Regions from separate parts of the Sus scrofa genome. Here region 1 is linked to region 2. A link is a contact called in public Hi-C data. All regions are on one chromosome and are shown on one strand. The core of a region is the stretch at or near the end of the contact, and the rest is flanking DNA. Distances in the headings are between cores, read along the strand shown. Region 1 has its middle 22 kb from the start of DUSP7. Region 2 has its middle 24 kb from the start of RPL29.

Region 1 (7,276 bases), core at 3,793-6,292, 43 kb after region 2:
TGCAGCCAGTCTTTATCTCATCCCAACAGCTGAGCCCCGTCTTCATTTATTTAGTGTTTGTGTCCTGCCCCTTTGCCTCTTGTCTCATAATGACCTTCACTTGGAACTATAACAGGGTGTAGGAATCTCAGGGGTGAAATCTGAATCAACTCCCTGAAGGGGGTGTTCTGAGAGCCCCGTGGTCGGGGAGAGAGAAGGCCTGAGTCCCAGACAGAAGGGAGGGAGGACAGGGAAGGGGCATGGACTGGGGACAGAGGCCCACACAGTGGCCTGAGCACAATGGGAAGCACCCTTTGTGCTTCATGTGCAAGGAGGACAATCTCACTGGAGGAGGTTGGACACCAGTTTTGGGGACTATATGAGCCAAGGGTGGGTGAGTTTAGGGTCAGAGAACAAGCTTGTCTTCTATACATTGTGCCCTGACACCCCTGACCCCAGACATGAGAGAAGCAGCTTCTGGAAGGACAGTTTTTTCTTCTCAGTGGCTTTCAGAGCTAGCCCCAGAGAGGGCTTGGTTTACTGAGTCCCCCAGTTGCTTCCAGACCTCACAGGGCATCCCAGCTAAAGGGTACTAGAGGGACTATCCTGCAAATAAGAGGGGGGTTCTGCCCAATGGGTGGGGGTCATCTGGAGCACATTAGAAAACACAGGATTTAGACCCCTGAAGGATTCTGTGATCAGCTGGCCGTGTCTGCCATGGGTGGAACATGGGACAGATGAGGTATGATGGCCATGTTTTTGCAGCCCTTCGTTGTACAGTTGGGAAAACTAAGACCATAGGGCAAGTTGGAAGCCAACTGCTTCCCCTTTCCTTCAAGAGGTGATTTTCTTAGGGCAAATTCTCAGAAACAGGACTGTTGGGTTAAAGGTTATATTTTTAGGCCCTTTGACACAAGCTGGCAAATGGCCTTCTGAAAGTGTCACCAGGTCCACACCCTTGGCAAGTTGTGAGACAGTTATACCTGTGACCCAGCCCCACTCTGGAAGCTGTTATACCTGTGACTTGGGACAAAGCCCCCTCATCCTCCCCTATCCCCATGATCGAAGGACTCACTAGCATAAGCCTCACTTGCATGTCGAGCCTCAACCTTCCTTCTGAGGGGACTCAGGTGTAGGCAAGCCAGCCCTGCCCTCCTGCAGTCTCACAGGGGCCCCTGTAGGTACACAAGCCCTCACGGCAGTGGCTAGGGGCTGGTGGGCACAGCAAAGACACTTAAGTCAGTGTGGGCAGAGGTAGCTTCCGGGAAGAGGCAATGCCAGCCCAGGTGGGAGGCAGCTGGCTGGAGACAGAAGGGAGAGCCAGTGTAGCCAGGCCTTGGGTAGCCTTGCCCGAAGCCTCCCTGGGACTGGGCCTGACCCCAGAATGAAGCACCCTGATTCCATCCTTCCTTCCCAGGCATGGGATGGGGTGTGGGGCAGCCCCACCCCCAGCCCCAAGTTACCGAACATCTCTGGGCCTCAGTTTCCATGCTCCCAGTAAAATGAGAACCTGATAGAGGAGTTTGGAGAGCTTGTGTCAAGTTTTCACCTTTGGTCAGGGGTCACTGCTGACCCCAGATACTCAGGAGGAAGAATTCTCCTGGGAGGCAGAGCATGGCTGAGACAGCTGGCTGCCAGCTGAAGCCCTAGGACTTCTCCCAGCCTAGAGTTCAGGCTCAGGTAGCAGAGTTCAGGCCTGCTGTCAGAGGAGAGGGGCCTACGACCACCCTCTTGAGGCCTTGACACCTCCCCTCTCTCTGCCTTCTGTTTCCTGAGACCAGGCCCAGGGCAGAGTGACCCAGTACTCTGCCCCTCCCACCCACCTGTAGGGTCAGCAGACTGTGTCCACCACTTTTAAGCATGTCTATCCCCTTGGTCCTCTGGCTGGCGCACACCCCGCAGTGTGGCTACGTGGGCAGACCTAAAGGTGCATCCCTGGGGACCTTTCCCCAGTGAGGCGAGGCCCTGGGAATCCAGCCCCAGCCAAGGGCCAGCTCTTGCCCTCGCCCCCTCCCCTGCCACCAGCAGCCAAACCCAATAACAGCTGCTTCTCTTCTCTCCAGAGCCTGGTGGCTCAGACAAGTCACTCCCACACCTGGGGAGTTTATTATCCCCACTTAGTGAGGCTCAGAGAAGTGAAGGGTCACTTCCGAGGTAGAACTACAAACCAGTCTGCAAAGCCAGACTCTCAGCTTGGCTACAGAGCTCCTGCCGCTGGGACATGGCCATATGTGATCCCCATCTGACTTAGCTGTTTCCAGAGCTATTTTTCACAAGACATCTCTGAGCCTGGCCACAGCCCCTGAGAAGAGCACGGATGCACTGTGTAGAGGTAGCAGCTGAGGCCCAGCTCCAAGCAGAGCTGGCCCTGGATCCCAAGGCTGGGAGCCGCTCACCAAGCCCAGGGCAGCAGTGGGGCACACACCTATGCAGTAAGAGGCTCTTGGAAGTCTTGGGGCTGAGGGAAAATACTCTCAGAGTGACCCTGTGTGGGAGGTGAGAGGCTGGGAACAGAGTGGGTCCCCTCCCAGAACCATTGAGACAGATGAGGTGGCCATTTGGGGGCTTGTTGGCAAATAGACCATGCTGTGTCTGGCCTGGCAGGTATTATACAAGAACTTGGGGTGTCTGAAGTGGGAGCAGCCCTCAGTGAAGTCCAGCCAGTATGCAGGAGAGGAGAGGTCTAGAGAGCTTAGGGACATAGCTACAGGTCCACAGCCCTTAGGGGCCAGAGCTGCAGCCAGAATCCAGAGCCTCAGCCTCCAGGCCCTGCTGAGGACCTCTTGGGCAGCTGTGCTTCTCCCTCAGGTCTCAGTTGTCTGTTATGCTTAGTCCAGGCCTAGCTTGGGCAGGTGCTGACTGCGGCTGGGTCCCCAGCCTGGGGCACAGCCTGGAGACTGAGGGCTGTGTTAGAGCTGTGACCCCACCTGTAGCCATAAGTTGCTTAAAGCCCCATCTGCAGACCCCACCTCACCCTGATGGTGTCTGTAGCAAATTATCTGGGTGGGGATCCTAGAGGGGGAAGCTTCCCGCATCCTCAGGCCAGGCTTCCACTTCTGTCCTCAGGCATCTTGAGACAGCCTCAGCCTCTCTGGTCCCTGGAGGGAAATGGTTCAGAGGCTTTCTAGAATGGAAGGAGGCTCAAATTGTGCTCAGAGCCCAGGTCTTGGTCTTTTGCAGCTAGAGTTATAGCAGGAGCTCCGCCCTTAATCCCCGCCCCATCCCCACCCAGAGTCCTGGGCTTGAGGGGGTTGGGAGAGGCCTAAGGCGCCAGGGGTTCTGAGGCTGGAGGTCAACAAGATGGGCTGCTGGGGCGGAAAGGGCCCTTGACTAGGTTTGGGTGGGACAGCACCTGCCTCCACTCCCAGGCTGAGCCTGACACCTTCTACCCAAGGCAGCGGCCCCACCCCCACATATTCCTAGGACTCCAGACTGGGGCTGAGGAGGGGTGGTGGTGCAGGGCAGGCAGGCTCTGGAGAGGGCTGGGCCAGGCATTTCCTGCTGACGGGTGCCAGGCTCCAGTCCCCTGAAGGGGTGATTCTTTAGTCTTAGTCAGAGGAAGTGAGGCAGGGCAAATGGGCAGTGTGTGTGCAGTGCCGCCAGGCCAGGCAGGGCAGGGCAGCTGTAGGAACCAGGGTGCAGGCCTGGCCCTGCACGTTCCCTGCAGCCATACACACTATGTCTGCCCTCAACAGCCAGCCTGTTGCCCAGCACCCAGGCGGGTCACCCGGAGACCAGGCGCCAGCAGCGACTAGCCCCAAATTCTGGCTCCCTCCTCCCCAGTTGTTGAGGCTGTGTTTTCCCGCTCATCTGCTCTGTGGCTTAGACTGACCACTTCACCCTCTGAGCCTTAGGGTTTTTCATCTGTGAAATGGGGAAATCTGTGGTACACATATGCCCCTGGCTTTGCCCCACCCCAGCATCAGGACCCTCCCAGTTTGGCCCACTGGGAGTTCTGGAGAAAGAGCCTGTGTCCTCCTTGAGCAGAAGGGGTGATCCAGGCCCAGAGTGTGGGGCCTTCTCAAGAGCTGGCTGCTTAAATGGTTTATGTCATGCAGATGTGCCCAGGGGTGACCCCAAGCCCCCTGGATGAACTGTCTGCATCCTCACCCTCTGCTGGCACCCAGCAGCTGGACTCTCCCTGCACCCCACTGGGGGTGAGTTACCAACATCAGGGCTGCCCACAGGCCCAAGGCTGCGGGCACCCACCACAAGGCCCCCACCCTGTCCCACAGCCCTGCCTTGGGCCCCTTATGTCTGGATTGTCGGGCTGCTCCCTGACACAGCTCTGACCCAGGGGGTAGGAGGTGCGGGTTCTGTCTTGATTTCTCAGACAGGAACCTCTTCCCCAAGGCCCCACCTCTCTCCCTCTTAGGAAGCCAACCTTGGCCAAATGGATAAAGAGGAAGCCTGGAGGCTCAGGGCTCCAATCCCCAGTCCCTAACCAAAGGAGGCAGGAGGCAGGGCTGTGAGTGGGGAGAACCTGCCCTGGAGAGAGCCCTGGCCCATGTGTTTATATAGGTACATATATAGCCAGGTGCTCATGGACGTGAGACCAGCCCAAGGATGAGCAAGGTGGCCTTGGAATTAGCTCACACCACAAAAAGTCACAGGGAGCAGAGGTTAAGCAGGGCCTTAGTGAGCACTCAGACCAAGAGACCTCCTCTGCTTTCCCACCCTGTGGGCCAGGGGCTCCTTGCCCCTCTGTGCTCTCAGTGAGGGCCAGCACTGGTTGAGGGCAGGGGCATAAGCAGAAAGTTTCAGCCCTCAGAGTCAGGGTGACAGATGGGGATGGAGCCTCGGAGACCTCTCACAGAGAGAGGGAGACCCAGACTCAGGAGGGGACGGCTTGGGGAAGAGCCTTGTGTCCTCATAGGTCCCAATAGCATGGTTCTGCCCCAGCTCTGACTGAGCCCAAAGGGGAAAGGTAAGGAAGGCAAGGAGGGCCTCCAGGAAGGATGTGGCTGAGCCAGATGGGGAGAAGGTGCCAGGCTCTGGCCAGGCTGGGCAGTCGGCCTCCCTGCCCCAGGCCTGGGCTAGGTGGGGGCAGAAGGGCTCAGGCGGGCGGGCGGGCTGTTGATCCAGGCCAACAATGATGAAACGGCCCCTTTGTCCTGCGGCGCCAAAGTTGCTGTGACTGGAGGAGGCGTGACGTGAAAGGGTCATTGTTCCCACTTGGGCAGCCACTCAGGGAGCTGGAGGACCGGCCCAGGGTCGGCTTCCTGCCAAGGCTGCAGCCCTGCCTACTGCTGTGGCGGTCAGAGTGTCCTGGGCTCCCGGCCTCCTACCCATGGTCAGCTCCCTCCCTGGGGCCAGCCGAGCACAGGGTATACAGGCGTCTTCCCGAAGGTGTCCCCCTCCCTCCCCTGGGCTCCTCAGGTCTGTAGTCATGTTGTTACAGATCATTGTTGGGGCTGGGTTCTGCTCTTTGCATACTTAAGGATGCCTAAGTGCCAAGAGAGCTTGGAGGTAGAGCAGGTGCTTTGTCCTGGGACACGGAAACAGTGGTGACTTCACATCACATGGCTGTGCCCTCAGGGAACCCCTCCCCCAACCTTGCAGGTGAGGGGAGAGTGGCCCAGAAAAGGGCACTGGGTGGGCCACACGGCACTAGTTGGTCTGCTACACCCTGGCTAGAACTCCTCATTTGTCCCCACACCTGATGGACCCCACCCTCTCTGGGCCCCTAAAGGCCCCTCCAACTTTGCCAGCTCCCACCCCTTCCTGTCCCTCTAATCCATTCCTTCCTGAGCAGTTCCCCCTCCCCAAGATCTTTCCAAAACCCAAACCTGATCAGGTCCCTCTTGGGCCTCAAACCTGTCATGTCCTCACCATCCAGAGAAAGTTCCATCTCTTGTGCTGGCATTCAAGACCTTCACTGTGCTGGAGCAGCACAGGTGAGAGGGTCTTTCTAGAGACTGGAGCCTTCCTCAGCCCCTGTATGGGAGCGTTAACCAAGTAAAGTCACTTTTATCGTCCCGAGGCCAGCCTCCACTTCTTTGCTCCCACAGATCCTGCCCCTCTGGGTTCACCTCTCCCCTCCTCCTCTGGGGCTCAGGTGAAAAGCCTGCAGGCTGGGCAGAGTGATCAGGAACGGCTGGTTCAGGCTGAAGCTGGAGCCCCCCCCTCCCCACCCCAGGTGGCCCGGCTGGCTCCGGTGCCCTGAACTGCTTTCCTCCCAGGCTCTCCGCTGCCCCCAGCAGCTGGCATCAGGCTCAGCCTGACCTAGGCTAATTATACCTCCCCCAGCCCAGAGGAGGCTCTGGCTCCAGCTCTAGACTTTTTTCCCTGGAGGGATGGAGCTAATTAACCGAGAGGGTTTAATTAATCAATTAGCGTGGCCTCCAGACCCCTCCACTTAGCTGTCGCAGTGGCAGATATTTATAAACAGGAGCTCTGCCTGGAACCAGAGGGGAGGGCAGGCAACCATGGTGGGCACAGAAGCAGTGAGAACAGAGGCTGCAGAGGCAAGAGGTCCTGTCAGTGGTGCCAGGGTGCCCAGTCCCCCTCCTCAGCATCTCCAAAGGCAGGCGCAGAATCAGCAATGCCTGAACGCGTGAGAACACACAGGGAGGCGTGTGCACTGGGCACATGCAACATCTCTGTGTGTACAGGCCACACAGGCCTGACATCCAGAGCCGGGCAAGTTCCCAGAGGTGTCCCAGATAGTGGTCAGAGGGCCGATGATGCCCAGCTGGACGTAGCACCTTGGCCAGCCAGGCCCCCAGGGGATGGGGCTGCACAACGGGCCATGGGAACCAGAGGAGGCACCAGAACCTCAGCTGGGGGAGGAGGTTGGGAAGACTTCCTGGAGGAAGAGGCATTTGAGCCAAACTCAGAGAAAGAGTAGACAGAGATAGCCCGTTGAAGGGAGCCATGGGCAATACAGATAGTTAAAGGGAGGAAATCACGGGTACAAAGGCCTGGAGTCAGGAGCAGTGGAAACTTCATCTTTACAAGATGGCCCCTTCTCTGGGAATCCTCCCAGCCCACCTTACCTATTAGAATTGGCTGCCCCTGAGTCTCTGCCCCCTCCAACCTGTGCACTCTGGGACAGTCCTGACTCAGCACTCCCTCCCAAGCTCCTCGAGGTGATGCCAGCTCTCTTCCTTTGCTTCTCCTGCCCCGCCCTCCCGGGGAGCCCACAGATGCCTCGCAATCCCTTCAGAAAGGGAGCTACAGGCCCCCATCCCCAAGGTGCTGCTTTCCTGGGGTTGGTATCGGTGGAAGCTCAGGTGCTGTTGGGATTAGGAGCAGTCAAAGCCCCTGTGGACCTCTCGCACCTGCAATAGTTGAG
Region 2 (7,245 bases), core at 3,420-5,919:
GTCCTTTCTTGTGTTGTACAGTAGGTTACCAGTGTCCATTATATTACTCTGCACTGTCACAGATATTCCTTTACATTATATTTAAAGAGATAAATGAGGAATAAACACCATTACTTGACCACCCAAGTGGGTGAGCTCTGGAGGCTGAGCTCCCCTCCCTGCCTCCTCTCATTGATACTCCATCACATTCATCCAGAAGGAATCCCAACCCCTGGGCCACTGTCCTCCCTCAATCTCTCCAGCTGAATGTCCCACTGTCCTCCCTCAGTCTCCCCAAGCTGAATGTCACAAGGTTATTCTCTCATTTATCAGCAGGCAAAGGTCAAATTAGCTTGGAGTGGCAGGTTGGTAGATGGGACAGGGTACCCTACGTCTAGGAGAGCCAGAGCCAGCTGGGGAGATAAAATGCAATGGAGAGAAGTGCAGAGTGCTTGGAAAGATCCCTCCTCTTTCTGGCCCAGGGCTCTTTTGCTACATTAATAGAAGAGGAAGGTGCAGAAGATGGGAAGTAACAGGTCTGCTTTGTCTCAGGCTCTTCATCTTCACCTGAGGGACTCAGTCTGCCATCCGTCCCTCTGTCTGTCCATCCTTCCCTCCATCCAGCCAGCCAGCCACATATCATGTAATGGACACTGGTAACCTACCACATGACATAAGAACAGGAGCAAGGATCTCCCATCATGGCTCAGCAGTAATGAACTCGACTAGGATCACAAGGACATGAGTTTGATCCTTGGCCTCACTCAGTGGGTTAAGGACCCAGCATTGTCATGAGCTGTGGTATATAGGTCACAGATGCGGCTCGGATCTGGCATTGCTGTGGCTGTGGTGTAGGCTGGCAGCTGTAGCTCCGATTGAACTCCTAGCCTGGGAACTTCTATATGCCTTGGGTGTGGCCCTAAAAAGCAAAACAATAGCAAAAAGAACAGGAACAAAACATGCCTTGCAAGACTGTAAGTTGTGTGAGTCCTGGGGTCATATCTGTCTTCCTTGTGCCTGCATCCCCACCTCTCCGTCCCAGCTCCCTTGCTCAGCCCTCCTGGGGCAGGGCCAGTCTAGCCGCCTTCACCAGTGGCCTGGTGCATGGTAGATACTTGCTGAGGAGGTACCCTGCCTCTTTGTCTATCACTGCTTCCAATAGAAAAGGACACACCTCTAAGCCCTCAAATGTGCTGTTCTCTCTGCCAGGAGTAGTGCACCCCTCATGCAGCTCAGCCTAAAAGTCATCACCTCTGGGAGGTCTTCCAGGACCACCTCAGCCAGGCCAAGCCCCTCCCTCACACCTCTCCCAACAACACAAGCTGTACCCTGGTCATACTTCATCTAGGTCCATCTCTTTCTGAGTGAGGGGGTCTCCCCAAGGGCAGGCCCAGGTCTCCCTGCAGCCTCACAGGGCCAGGCTCACAGGAAAGCTCTCAGCTTCATCGTCTCTGCTCCAACCTACTCCTGAACACAATTCAGCATTTTTTTCCCCTGGAGGAGCCAGGCCCAGGGGGAGGTCAGCCACTTCATCAGCCCCCACACCTCTTGGACCCCCCTTTCTGGGTCAACTCTTTCCCTAGCAGCCCACCCGTTTTCCCTGAGTACCACTGGGGCTCCCGGCATCCATCTCTTCTCTTCCAGAGCTGCCCTCAGCAGGAGACATAATGGGTGGGGAAGGGGGACCAGAGGAAGATCCCTGAGAGAACTCTCCTCCCAGCTCTCTGTGTCTGTAGCCTGTGATAGATGCAGAGTGGGGGATGGGAGAGATGGCAGTGGCTGGTCCTCAGTCCAAATCCAGGTCACTCCCGGTCTGCTTAGCAGCCGTCAGTAATTAGGGGCCAGCAGGACGTGGGCAGGCGGGTGGCAGGAGGCCTAATTGTCTGATTTTTCAGGTAATTAACGGGAGGCTGTCTGGCCTGTCCCCATGGGGCCCAGCATCCGCCACCCCATCCCCTGGGCAGCCCCAGCCGCCTAATGAAGCCAATTACTGAGTGGTGCTGGGGCCCTCATTAGCCACCTGGAAAGGTCGAGTGGGAATGGCACCAGGGGTGGGGGCTCAGCTGGTCATGGTGGAGGCTGGGAGCCCCCAGAGATCAGGGAGCAGACTGTACTGGCTGTAGGTCTCTGCTGCTGTGCACAGAGGATAGCCTGTCCACTCCTGGGACTTCACTTCTTGCCTCTCCTCTCAGGGCAGCAGCTTTAGGGCAAATCCTCCCCCTGCCATTTCCCAGCTGCATGGCCTTGGGCATGTCACTCCCCCGTCCAGCTCTGTTTCCTGAATCAGAGGTGATGGACATGAAACGCCTGGTGCAGTGGGTCCCCAGTGTGCGGTGCTCACCTTCTTCCCACAGGGCCAGCTCCTTCGCTTTGCTCTTGAGAAAAGGTTAGGCCTAAGGTCACCAGTGTGTCCGAAGCCTCTGCAGGGCCTCTGGTGGCAGCAGGGATGGCCCCTGGGATTTGCCCCCAAGGGCCCCTGGGAGGGGTCAGAGAGGTAATCTGGCTGGGAAGGGAGGCCCAGGAGCAGCTGGCCTTCCAGTCACCTGAGCAGAGTGACAGTGGGAAAGCAGGAAATCTCCAGGAAATGTGGGGCTTTGGAGATGGTGGTGCAACTGGAGGCTCTCCACCTCTCTGGATGCTCCAGGACATGTAGGAAACGCCCATGGGCATGTGATGGTGCCCTAGTCTGCTATCCAAGGCCAGGAATCCATCCTTTCTTGGTTGGCCCGCACCACTCTTGGCCCAGGAGATCACTATGCCTTCAGATGTTGAGTTTTTTTGGCTTCTGTGGCTCCTCTGTTTTAAGAATTCTGTGACCTAATTCCACGCTGACAAATTCCATGCTGTTCCGGCTCCTGTAATCATCAGCTAATGCTACTTTTGGTCCTACTGCCAGCCCAGAATCTAGGTCAAGGGTTTCCAAACTGTGTCCCCCAGGAATCCTGCAGTGGGAATGGAAGGGGGAGGCTACTGACCCTCCAAATGGAACAGCTGGGCTTTGATCTTTGATAAAATCTTAGGAGCGCCTCTATAGTGAGCTCTTGACATGTGCCAGGCATGCACAGGGCCTTTGCCGCCGAGATTCTGGTTGTCCTCATAGAACCCCACGAGGAAGTAGCGTCACATCCCCATTTTACAGATGAGGCTGCTGACGTTGTTGGAGGCCAGGGCTAAGCGACCTGCCCCAGGGCTCACAGTCTGTGGAGAGGAGAGATGGGACTTGGACCCAGTTTCCACTCTGAGCTGCTGGGAGTATGGGATCTGCAGCTAGAAAGAAAACGATGTGCAGGAGTTGGGGAGAGTGTCCCATTTTTCATGATTTGTTTCCTCCAGGTCAGAATGGGCACATCTGCTTATCTGCCCCAGAAGAGCATGGCCCCAGCCCCAGGTCACCTGGGGCCCCTGTGCCCCACCATGTGGTGTCTGGGAACACGAGGGCCCATCTGCCCATCTGTGTTTCCCTTCCCTCTGCTGTGGGCTGTGTTTCCCCCTGGTCCAAACAACAAGATCCAGCCCAGAAATAGCATATGTTTCAGGCCTCTGCTCGTCCAAGTCATAAATCGCCTAGTGTGATGTGCTCCTTGTGTCAGCTTGCTTCAAAACTTGGGGTGGGGGTGGCTGAGGGATTGTGAGGAGCACTCAGGGCCTCCTCCAGGCTGAGTAGAGAGCTAGGAGACTGGATAAGCTCAGGACTGAGGCTCAGAAAGGCAAGAAGGGACCAGTCCTTGCTAAACCTGGAACTGGCTTGAATACTCAGTCTGGAGTGGGAACCAGAGGATGGTGGCCCACATTCAACTTGAGCTTAAGGGCTTAGACTTAAACTGGAGCTGAGGTCAGAGATCAGAGGGTTGAGCTTCAGTCTTGTCCAATGGTCAGAAGTCCAGTCTTGGCTTAGAGTCAGGGTTCAGAGGGCAGGGGCCATGACTCAGAACCTGATGAGCCAGGCTCTCTGGGGTCAAGGTCAGGACTCAGGCTGAGGTAGGGTCAGAGGTCAGAGGTTAACATCAGCTGTGTGCTGATCTTTCTGGAGGGGGTCTCAGAAGAAGAACTGTGGCGAGGCCCTAGGTCCCCAGTCACTGCCCAGGGTCCTCTCACTTCCCAGACTGCCCCGAGAGGCGGTCCTTCAGGCTCTTCAGGCATCTGCTGTCCCACCTGAGCCATGTGCAGGCAGCATCGTCCTGGGCACATTTTCCAGGCCTCCATTCTGCCAGCTGAGTTTTCCTGCCTCTTCTCTGTTCTGGGCCCAGCATGACCAGAGATTTGGGGATGAGCCCACACAGCAGCTGGTGGGGGAGTTGGGGTGGAGGAGGCAAGCAGGAATGAGAGGCCAGCAGGCAGAGAAGGGTGCCAAGGAGGAAGCCTTATCACAGGCCTCTCTGTTCTCATCTCCCACGGGGCCTGGTCATGGACCAGTCTCAGCCATTCACCCACTGCTGGGGCCCTGACCCAGGAGGTCTCCTCCTCCCCAAGGGGAGCACAGGGAGATTCAGCCAAGAGGGGAACCAGCATGTGTAAGAGGGTGAGGGCTGCAGGGAGGTGAGAGAAGACCTGGGGGACAGGAATGCACGAGAGCCAGTGGAGGATGTGTGGACGAGGAGAGGGCTGCCCAGCCCGCCCAGGATGCAAGGCCTCCAGGGTTTGGCTGCGAAAGTCCCAGTCAACTGAGCTATTAATACCCAGCTACGACCCACGCACCCTTGCTGGGAGGACGCCGAGTTCCTTGGGGGCTAAAAATGGTCTGAGATGAGGGTGGCCCAGTGTCCTCCCTCTCTTCTTGTCAGAGGAGCTGGGGCCAAAGGCCAAGCTGGCCTGGAAGGAGGCTGGAGCCAGGGTGGGGGTGCAGAGGGTGACTGAGGTGCTCAGCCAGTCCAATCCCTGTGGCTCAGAGGCCCGAGGTAAGGGACTGTGGGCTGGCCAGCAGTCCCACCCAGGAGGGGACCACCACCCGGCTCTCCTAGCTCCTTATCCCCACCCAGGCCTTGTCTTTCCCCTCAGACCTCAGCTTAGTCTGCCCCAGGCTGCACCAAGGGTCTGAGGGCTGCCTATCTTCTCCTATGGGGAGGGGCCCTGAGGGGATTCTGGGGAGGAATTTGGAGCCTCTGGTGGGACCTGAGCTGCTAAAGCAGAGCCGTTCATGTTTCAGTTTCATGTGTGAAATCTCAATTGTTCACAGCATTCTTTGAGAAAGGAGTTACTGGAAGCACCATTTTATGGACGAAGAAACTGAGGCTTGGTCATGTCTCCAGAGCCTGAGCTGAAGAGACCTGGTTTGTCAGACTCCAAACCCTACCCTGTTATGTCATTATAAAAGGAGGTTTCTTGGTTTATCTCAGGGATCCGTAAACCAGGTGTCTCCATCAAAATGCCCTGATCGCCATAGTGTCCCCAGCCCTCTTGGGTGGCTGGACCAATAATGAGGGGCCTACAGGGACACCTTCCTCCTGCCTTGGTGAACCCCCCCTCCCAGGGGTCGGCAGCCACTTCCTCCCTCATCCCTAAGGCTCAAGGGCATATCCTGGGAGCCTGTGCTGGTCTTCTGGGCTCAAGGCCACTCAAGGCCACCTGCTCCCTGCTGTGACTCCCTCCCCTCCCATGACAGATGCTCCAGGATCCAGACACCGACCCCAGAAAAGCCCAGACTTGGCCGGGAGAGTCAAAATGAGAAAGTGGCTAAGAGGTGTTAGCCCTGGAGGCCCCCTGAGCCGGAAATCGCGACAGCTGCCTGGCTTACAGGCCCTGGGTACTGGGCCCTGATCCAGGGCAGGCAGCAGCCGTGTCAGGTGTCCAGAGGACTTGGGGGGAGGTGATGGCTGGAGCCAGGGCCAGCCTGCCTGTGGTTAGCAGGGCTGTCGACACCTCTTGGGCTGCCAAGGCAAAGTGGGATGAGGGGCCTGGGGAAGGGGTCCTCCCTTAGCCTGGAGGGTCTGAGGGGAGCACAGGCCCTGCCTTGAAGGTCAGGGGAAGGAAGCACAGTCCTGTCCTAAGTTGAGAGATTCCTGGCTCTGCCTGAGAAGTCTGAGTGGGACAGACCCCTAGCCTTGGGGGCTGTAGAGGGGGTGTCTTTCCTAATGGCTGGTGGGGAATGGGGTGTGGGGGGTTGTCCCAGCCTGACACCAGGGAAGGCTGCCCACTGAACCTGCCTCCCTCCTGTTCCCTGCTGGGAGGCTGGTGGCTCTGCTGGACAAGGCAGGAGGCCTCTGGCCTCAGGCTGACCGCACAAACTCCTCCCCAGGAGAAAAGTAGAGGCCTAGCTCTGCCTGGATTTTCCTCAGCCCTTGGAGTGGGTCTTGGCCTTGGCATTGGTGGAGAGGGGGGCACAGGCTAGCTTCAGAGAGGTGGTTCCAGGGGAGCCCTCTTGGGATGCCCCCCTCCTGCCTCCACCCTGCTCATTTGATCCATGCACCTCAGCTCTCCTAATGCCCATGTGCTCACCCCCTCTGGAGCCACCTCCCCAGGCAGTCTTCCTGGATTGATAGAAATGAGGAGGCCTCATGCTCCCAACTCCTACACCAGGCCTGGAGTGTCCACAGCCACCCTTCCCTGCCAGCAGAGCCTGACCTCATGCGGTCTTGGGCCTCCATCTCTTTCCTCACCATTTTTTCAACAATCCCTCCCTCCCAACTCTTTCCTAGTCCCCAGGCCTCTGGTTCTCTGGCTGATCTAGCCCCTTGGCCATGCCAGGTCTGGGGTCCTCTCCCTTTGCAGCTGTCCCTGCTGCTCAGTCTGGGCCTCAGTCCCCTGCCCTGTGTCTCTGTCTCTTCTCTCTGGGGTTATCTTGGTCCTTTGGGTTCTGACTCAGACCTGACCCTGTCTCTCTGTTTGTTTCCATCTCTGCCCCTCTCTCTATCTCTGTCTGGCTCCCTGACCTGGTCTCCCATATCTCGGCCTCTCTGTCTCTGTTGCTCTAGAACCAGGTCCCAGCAGTGTCTCCCCTCCCCACCTGGCCAGGGCGCCTGCTCAGACATCTGCTCTAACGTGTATTCACTGGGCCCCACGAAGAGCTCAGACAACACTTGTGGTCTCAACTCTGGCCCAGTTCCAGAGGAACTGCTGGATTCCCAGAAGCCGGGGGAGGGAGAAACAGGCCAGAGGGCCATGTGCCTGGAGGGGCTAATGGCCCTGGGCCTCCCTCTTCTCAGGCCACTGGCCCTGGTCCCTACCTGCCACAACTCCTGGTGCCCCAGGCTTCACATTTGACCCCACCACAGATGGTTGTGTGACCCCAGGAGGGTTCTGAGCTCATATCCTCTTGTCCAGAGTGGGGCC

Evidence for each region. A called contact is a pair of places that touch in the nucleus more often than the background predicts.
Region 1: a contact with region 2 is called in a Hi-C map of skeletal muscle, with 6 times the contacts expected there. The contact joins two enhancer-like sites. A contact is called at or near these places in 18 of 47 Hi-C or Micro-C datasets (alveolar macrophages, blood, brain and 9 more) and 1 of 2 datasets of contacts at active chromatin or transcription factors (skeletal muscle).

The regions. Positions count from the first base shown.
Region 1 is chr13:34,185,084-34,192,359 of Sscrofa11.1, forward strand. No RefSeq gene overlaps it. Among named protein-coding and RNA genes, the nearest start is that of DUSP7, 22 kb to the right of the region's middle. Within about 2 kb of position 5,043, at least 27 of the 83 cell types and tissues checked have an H3K27ac peak or open chromatin away from gene starts, as enhancers often do. A contact at or near this core is called in skeletal muscle, where this site is marked.
Region 2 is chr13:34,142,067-34,149,311 of Sscrofa11.1, forward strand. No RefSeq gene overlaps it. Among named protein-coding and RNA genes, the nearest start is that of RPL29, 24 kb to the left of the region's middle. Within about 2 kb of position 4,670, at least 19 of the 83 cell types and tissues checked have an H3K27ac peak or open chromatin away from gene starts, as enhancers often do. A contact at or near this core is called in skeletal muscle, where this site is marked.